Regions from separate parts of the Sus scrofa genome. Here region 2 is linked to region 1. Evidence: chromatin contacts called from public HiChIP or PLAC-seq data. All regions are on one chromosome and are shown on one strand. Each heading gives the region's core, a stretch centred on a gene start, on an enhancer-like site or on the middle of the called end of the contact. The rest is flanking DNA. Distances are from core to core; before and after follow the strand shown.

Evidence for each region. HiChIP or PLAC-seq counts read pairs in DNA pulled down with a chosen protein or histone mark.
Region 2: an H3K27ac HiChIP or PLAC-seq map of skeletal muscle shows a contact between it and region 1. The contact joins the promoter of ABCD3 here to the enhancer-like site in region 1. A contact is called at or near these places in 7 of 47 Hi-C or Micro-C datasets (embryonic fibroblasts, epiblast stem cells, fibroblasts and 2 more) and 1 of 2 datasets of contacts at active chromatin or transcription factors (skeletal muscle).

Annotation. Positions count from the first base shown.
Region 1 is chr4:122,879,441-122,883,671 of Sscrofa11.1, reverse strand. ABCD3 (ATP binding cassette subfamily D member 3) reads left to right here. Exons shown (of 23, transcript NM_001244133.1): 6 at 370-467; 7 at 818-941; 8 at 3,313-3,369. Among named protein-coding and RNA genes, the nearest start is that of ABCD3, 48 kb to the left of the region's middle. Within about 2 kb of position 2,296, at least 2 of the 83 cell types and tissues checked have an H3K27ac peak or open chromatin away from gene starts, as enhancers often do. A contact at or near this core is called in liver and skeletal muscle, where this site is marked.
Region 2 is chr4:122,926,636-122,930,784 of Sscrofa11.1, reverse strand. ABCD3 (ATP binding cassette subfamily D member 3) reads left to right here and starts at 1,345. Exons shown (of 23, transcript NM_001244133.1): 1 at 1,345-1,522. The coding sequence starts at 1,413.

The sequences.
Region 1 (4,231 bases), core at 1,047-3,546:
GGCTTTTTGTTTGTTTACATACACCCCCCACCCCCTGAAAAAAAAAGAAAGGCAGCAAGATGTTTCTCATAATTAATGGTACTAATATATTCTACACTTGGTCTTAGCCAAAAGGCCGAGAAGCGATGGTACTAATATATTCTAAAATTAAGTTCCAGGTAAAGGGTAGTATAGCTAATTGCACTTGATTTAGTATGTTCTCTTTGTATCTTTGTAAATTTTGAGTAAAACAGAACTGAATTATATCAATTTGGACTGTCATTTGTCACAAATTATAGGATTTGGGGACAAAGCCAATGATAGGGAAATAAATTATGATTTAGTAAGTAGAAATGAAGCAAAACCAATGTTATGTGTTTTTTGTTCTAGATCTCCCTGGTTAATAACTTCTTGAAGTTTGGGTTAAATGAGCTCAAACTGTGCTTCCGAATAAGACTAACCAAGTACCTCTATGAGGAATACCTCCAGTAAGTGACCTATTTTTATATTAAAAATACTTAAATTGAATAACACTTAGGATGTTGAGATGTCGAAGTTTTTCTTTCCGATTGGATGTGTTTTTCATGGGACTTGCTCTTCCAGACCCGGAAGCGTATAGGCAAAGACCTCAGCTCTTTGGTGTCTAATCCTGGCTCCTCTTTAACTGGCAAGTCCTCCTTTTCTGGACTTGCTTCTGTGTCTCTAAAATACATTCATTTGCCGCTTCTAGCCCCCAATTTTTCTGTTTCTATGAGTTTACACTACGTAGTACAATGCGAATTTTTTTCTTGTTTTTAAAACCATTTGTTTTATAGTCATTTTCTTGCTCTTGTTCTAGAGCTTTCACATACTATAAAATGGGAAACCTGGACAACAGAATCGCTAATCCAGACCAGCTGCTTACGCAGGATGTAGAAAAGTTTTGTAACAGTGTAGTTGATCTGTATTCAAATCTTAGTAAGGTAAGTCTCTCTATTCTTTTGGTTGTTGTTAATTTGTTGAATTTTGAATCTAAGCAAATTTATATAGAATTGACTTGATGACCATAATAGCAGCGTATAAATATTTCATGCTTTTATAAGAAAATACTAGTTATTACAGTAGTTTTAACTACAGTTACTTAATTTTTTGTATTGTTGTGACATGCTTTGGCCAAGAACTGAGAATGAATGTCATTTAAAGACGTCACCAGGATTTTGCCAGCTGGCTCTATTCACTGTTCTATGATAACCTGTACGGGAAGGGAGGTGTGTTTATGTATGACCGAATCACTTTGCTGTACAGCAGAAATGAGCACAACATTGTAAATCAACTATGCTTCAGTAAAATTAAATTAAAAAAAGAATTTTGCAGGCTGATTTCAGTAAAACAACAGAAATTTGGATTTTTTTTTTGTCTCTTGACTTGTATTACTTCTGGCAGTTGTTAGAGTTTGATGGTCAGTTTATTTTTAATTCCACATCCATAACGCTAGGTTAAGATGTCTTCCTGCCCATTCCTCTCCTTCAGTGTCTCTAATTCTAATAGATCATTTAAGTCATAGTCAAAAAAAATTCGCAGGATATTACTATATTTCAGTCTTTCTGAGTGCTTTTTATCCCGCTCCTTCCCAGGAGAGTGGAAAACTTTTGACTCTGATGACAGGCCAGACCGGTTTCCTTCCTGCTAATTACGTCAGTTCTTGCGTATCACCCTCTCCCCCTCGCCACCCTACAGCTTTCGCTATGGTCTTCTCATTAAGCCGTCTTCGTGGTGGTTGCTGGAGCACTGGCGGGACTGTGAGACTATCTGCCCACTCCCCTTCCTCTTCATCTCAGATGCCCCATTTCCCGGTCCAGTCCACATGGCTGCTGCAGTCTGCGGCCAGAGCTTTTCTCAGACTGACCACAGTGGATCCATATATCCAGTCTTTTTTTTTGTTTTGTTTTTTGTCTTTTCTAGGGCCACTTCCTGTGACATATTGAGATTCCCAGGTCAGGGGTGTAATTGGAGCTGTAGCCACCAGCCTACGCCAGAGCCACAGCAACGCCAGATCCGAGCCGTGTCTGTGACCCACACCACAGCTCACGGCAACGCCGGATCCTTAACCCACTGAGCAAGGCCAGGGATCGAACCTGCAACCTCATGGTTCCTAGTCGGATTCGTTAACCACTGAGCCACGACAGGAACTCCCACACATCCAGTCTTGAGACCAAAAAAAAAAAAAAAAGAAAAGCTGTGTAAAGGAGTCAGGTGGTATCTAAGAGTAAGATTGCTCGTGTGGATGGAAGGAGGTCAGGCAGTTCTTGGAAGAGTGACAGTATCCACAGGAACTTCACCCCCGTGAAAGCTGCTACTAAGATACCTTTTCGCCTCCTGCCAAACTTTGTTCTTTATTTAGCTAAGTCTTTACTACTGATCCGAACTCTAAAAACCCCTACAACTACAAATTATTCAGTAATTCTGCTTTTTCCCTCCCCCCCCATTACCACATTTTAAAGTTGTTCTCTAGGGGTGAGGGGCCTGTACATAATATTTTTCATGTGATTCTATAGACACCATTGTATATTCTTTATCACATCCTGGCACTTGAGCAGGTCTCTAGCTCTGGACTTGTCAAATCTGCATAGAGAAAAATATTATCAAATTAATTGCAATAGTGCTGTATATTACAGTACATTTACTTTTTAAAATATCATCTGAACTCTGACTTAAATTGTGAGTCATTATTTTTGTCAGTGATTTAAATGTACTTGAGTTTTATATGTCTAAGTATGTGTATAAATATGTTTAACTTCTTGATAATTTATAAGGCAAGAGAGAAAAGGTTCATCTTAGTATAAGTCAATTAATAAACTAAGCCACCTGTCCTAGCAGTAATGCAGATTTTAGTCAGCAAGGGGTAGCTGTGGACTTAAAGTAAATGAACACAATTTGAGTGTCTTGAAAAACACTTCAAAATAGATGTAGCTTGTGGTATGTCAGTGGTTACAACTGAGGTCATTTTATTCAGTGTCTTTGTACTACATTGAGAAACTGCAAAGTGAATAATGGTTAATTATCACAGTAGAGCTGCCTTCGCTGATGGAAAATGATAAATATTTTTCTTACTGGTGATGAGTAGTTTTGGTCAGGCTGTCTCCATTCGGAGTTTCTTGAGAATAAGTACTGTGTCTTTTATGTATTCATTGAGCTGCATACTGTTCCAGTACATTACACGTAGTGGGAACTCTGCATGTTGACAATTATGTGTTAGATTTTGAGTAGCATTTTGTATTTAACATGTTGTATTAGCTATCAGTCTGGGCAGTCTAGTTCTTTTTAATTCTCTACCTTCTAATGTTTATTTTACAGCCATTTTTAGACATAGTTTTATATATCTTCAAGTTAACGAGTGCAATAGGAGCTCAGGTAAGTTTACTGTTATTCTGTCTTTTACATTTGCTGTGAGACTGTGATGCGAATGGCTGGATGGTTTATAAGAATTTTCATGTATCTCAAAGAATGTGTTTTTCTAAGATGTACCTAACAAAGTCTGGTTATAAAATAATACTGTATTCGAGATTTTCCATGTATTCTGGTTTGACTCAATTTTCCTTAAGTCAGATAATTTTTGTGGCTTTAATAACCAGGAGGACTTAAACTTTGAACATAGATGTATTTATTGTTGCAGAGTAATGTCTAAAAAGAGATTTGGAGACTGCTGTTTTAATATGAAATTTGAAAATGTCAGAAATACTTTTGGAAAGGCTGTAACAGTTTCCAGAATATTTTATAATATAAATGGTAGATTCTCTTCTTGCTCCTTCTCTCTGATATTTATGTTGGTAAGAATAACCTTTAAATGTTCTGAGTATTCTCATTAAAGTCTAACTTTAGTCATTTAATATGTAATATTATTATTATATATTTATGACAAAGCCATATAATAGTGTGGTTGTTTTATATATATATGTACATGTGTGTGTGTATAGTTTTTGTAATTGATTAGTAAATTTATAGAGTGATTTTTGTTCATTCCAGAACATTGGGGAAAGCAGTTTTTAAATTTTAATTTTCTTGTCTATCTTCCTAAACTTTTGATATCAGATTTAGTCATTCTTATAACTTGTTTTTACTATAAACAAGTGACTAGGTTTAATATCTTTTTATATGTATATTATAATATTTTAATGGTACTTATTACATGTTTTAGAATACTTAAATGTATCTCCATGTACTAGTTATCTCTTTTGCCTGTACTTCTAGTAATCATTGAAGTGCATTGGATCAA
Region 2 (4,149 bases), core at 96-2,595, 48 kb before region 1:
GCCCAATGAGTAACATTCTTACCTTACCTTTCCTTTGAACTATAGTCTACTTCCTAAATATATCTCTCCTTTGAAATATATTTACTAAATGGATATATTTTGGACTAACCTTACACACCCTACCTTCACTGCTACTAACTCCAAGGTGATACACTTTCTCCCAGGGTTTCTAACGCTTTTACAGTGCTATGCAATTTATGAGTGAATTAGTAATTTTCCCTCTTCCTGAATAATTCTTGTAATCTCTATTAGGTGAGAAAACTCCTAAGGAACCATTGTTTTGTGTTTTATTTTAATGTGGAGTACTTTAATACGCCTATTGTGCAGATTTTATATACTTATTTTCTGACTGACACACTTGCTTTTCTCTGGTTTCCTCAACTGAAGACAAGAACTCATGAGTCACCGTACATTTCCCCAGTCCAAATGCTAAGGAGAGGGATTTCTGTATCACAGGGCCTAGCAGAAGAATGCTGTAATCTGTAATGCCTTTCTGATTCTGGGAGTCAGGCCAGCGTGAATACAACGCATGCTTGTTATTTCTGAATGCCCCTTCGCCAACAGCGTTTCTCAAACTTTCTGTTTGACCAGATCCACAGTAAGAAATACATTTTGTATTACTCCTCAGGACACATAGATACGAAAAACTGGCAAAACATTTTCTCAAAACAATTCTTTTACACAAAATGCACCCCGAGATTTTTTCTATTATGTTCTGTTCGACCAGAATTCATTAAAAAAAAAAAAGTGGCGGAAAACCGATAGCACCATCCCCTACAGCCACCGCTGGCTTGGAAAAAGGTGTTTGATTTGCAGTCACTCCTTCCCCATTTCCACACGTTGTCCCGACAGGTGTTTTCATCTAAAGGATTACTGTGCGCTCAGTTTTGAGTAAATGATCTGTGACGGGCTGTTCCTCTCCTCCAGGCGCCTTTAAGAGGGTGGTGACAGCCCATCCAGGCGAGTGGCGTGGCTGGTCCCACCAAAGCCCCGGCGCAGGCCAGGCCCGCTTTTCCAGTTCTTGAGAAAGCCTGGGTGTGCGCGCGCGCGGAAGTGGGGGTAGGGGCGAGGCGGGGGCCACCCCGAGGCCTCGGAGCACCGAGTTGCTGCCGAGGGAGGCTCGGCGGCCGTCTCTGCGCCCGCGCTCCCGGTGACCCTGCGACGGTCCGCGCGTGCGCAGAGCGCATCCCGGGAACTGTCCGGCCTCCGCGGCGCCCGCGCGCGCTCCCGCCGAGCCGAGGTCGGGGGCGGGGGTTCCGGCGCGCGGCCGCGCCAGGGGGCGGCCCTGCGCGGCCGGCCCCGCCCTCCCTCGGCGCGCTCCTCTCCTCCCAGTCTCCCCCGCGCTTCCTGCATTAAGGTAGCCGCCGCCGCGCCCGGGTCCCCGTCCCCGAGTCGCTCGCACAGGCTGTGCCATGGCGGCCTTCAGCAAGCACCTGACCGTGCGAAACTCCTCGCTGGCGGGGGCCGCCTTCCTGCTGCTTTGCCTGCTCCACAAACGGCGCCGCGCCCTCGGCCTGCACGGGTAAGAAGGCCCGTGGCCGCGCCGCGTTCCCGGGCCCGAGCGGGAGCTCCCCGCGCGCTCTCAATCTTTGCCCGGCGGGGTCAAGCGTAGAGGGGCCGGCCGCCGCTGCCAGGCTCCAATGTCAGGGTGTCCCGGTGTCCCAGAGGCGCGGGCGGCCCCAGAGCTGCCTGCGCTCCGCCCGCCTTTCCGGCTGCTCACTCTGCCCCCGGGGGTGTGAAGGAATCGTTTCTCTGCGCCCGTGGGCAAACCTGTGCCTCTGTCCCGACGTGGCTTCCCCGTGTCCTCCCCAAACCACCTCCTTCCTGCATTAACTTTCTGGGTGTGTTTTAGTTTTGCCACCTCATCCCCTGCCAGACCGTGGGTTTGCTTTGTGGACGTGTATGTATGATGGGAGGATGGAGACTGGACTCACCAGGCTAGAGGCTGTGGTCTAGAGCATTGGATGAGCTTTGGCACGATTCCTTAGTAGTTGCTGTTGAGAGTCGCGAGGATGGTTCACACAAACTATCTTGGGTCCGCTTGGCAAAGTTGCCTTGTAAAGTGGTGTCCCCTTGGAGTTGGTCATTGAACTCCCAGGCATTTCATCTGGAAAGGCTGATCGGTTCCGAGGTATTAGGAGGGCCAGGTTCCCTTCCCTGACTCGCAGGTGGAAGGTGAAAGTGTTTTAGGTAAGGGTTAGGATTCTCTTTGATTATACTCCCCTGCTTGCCTCCTCGAGAATTTTAATGTTTAGATTTAATTTGGGGAGATTATAACATTAGAGAAGGGAGAGAGAGAATTGAGTTACTGTTCTGGGGTTACTGACATAATTTTTTATTTGCCAAGAGTCACTTTCCTTCAGCAAATGAATGAGAAAAGGCTACTTCCTAAGCATTCCTGCCACTCTTGTATATTTCATATTAAATTTTGGCATAGTGCTTTCATGCATTTTATTTATTTATTTATTTGGGCAGGTACTGTTTGCCTTCTGTTTTGATTTGCCCGTTATATCTAATTAGTAGACTTTTGACCAAACCACTGACAAGTGGCTTTAATTCCCATGAAGTTCTTAACTAACCATCTCCTGACTTCCTTATCTTATTAAAGTCTGAATCGGTGACCTTTCTTTTCCTTCCTAAATCTGTTTAACAGAGTTGAAAATGATTTGCATCTTTGTCCAGACAATACTGTACCTATTCATGTTTCTCCTATTCAGATTGCTTTTAAAATGAGTAATTCTGGAAAATATAAACCAAATTTTCTATTAAATTGTATGCTTGCTGAGCTCCCAGTTGCAGATGGAAGTTGTTTGTTACCTGGGAATACGCCAATAGAAAATGTAAAATACCTTTGAATTACATTTTTGCAGAGACGTGTTTCAGCGCATAGAACTGAAACACGTATTTTAGTATGAGCTGCCCTAGCAGCTCTAGCTTGTTTTTATGATTAAAAATTTTTTTTTTGTTTTATTGGAGTGTTGCATACTTGTGGAAAAATACTCATTAAGTGTTGAGCTTGAAAGAGTTTCACAAATGGAGCTCATTCATTTAATCACCACCCAGAGCTGCACCAAGGTAACATTATCAGCAGTGCAGAAACTCTTCAGGTCTTTTCCAATCACAGCTAAAGGAGTTACTAATTAATAAGGCCATTGATTAGTGAGTAAGGGAAATTTTAAACATAATCTAATGGGAATAGTAAGAACAAAATAGTATAATAGAATCTGTCTTAGCAAATAATTTTAGGTGTTTATTCATTATTACATAAAATGCTTGAAAAATCTCTTTTTGAGAAACTTTGTAAACTTTTTGGGAGATTAGATTATGCAACACTTAATTTACCGAGCAAAAGTTTGTTAATCTTTTGCATTGGCAGGAGTGAGGAAAATCTTTATTTTACATATTAAATAGTTTGTGGGAGGAGAATGCAAATTCTGAGCAGATAAGAAGTTTAAATTACTGAGATAAAATGGTTGAATTATTTTTAAATCATTAAGAATGGTATTGAGTCTATGTAGATAATATCCTTCCTGAATCTTGGATGTCTTTCAGTCACTATCTTTGGCATCATAGCTTGAAGATTAGAAAATTCTAACTTTATATTTCACTGGCTTTTTGGATATCTTTGGTAATAGGGCTAATTAATTTTACTATCTAGTGCCTAATTAAGGAACCTGCGACTGCTTGGCCTTTTTTGGCCTCTATTATGAATAGTAGATTTGTCTTTGAAGACATTCCTTAGAATCAGATAGATAATAGAGCTAGTAAAGTCACTTTAAAAGTTAAAGTGTCATATTATTCCAGACATTAGGAGAATGAGTAATTTTATGTTCTGAGTAAAATTTAGTTTTGTTAATGCAGATATTTCACCCAGTCAAATCATATGTATCTCCGTCTATCTCTATATATGACTTTTTATTATGGAAAATTTCACACATATTCAAAGTAAACAGAATAATATAATGGACCCCCTAAACACTTTACAGGAGAAGTACCATCAATAGTCTACCATTCCTGTTCCACCTAAGCTCCTTGCTCCCACCTCTATTTTTAAAGGTTTTTAGGTAAAATTTATATGTGTTGAACTGTAGAACTATTTTACATTTTTAAAATAAATGGATACAACAGCATAACACATCCGGCTCATAA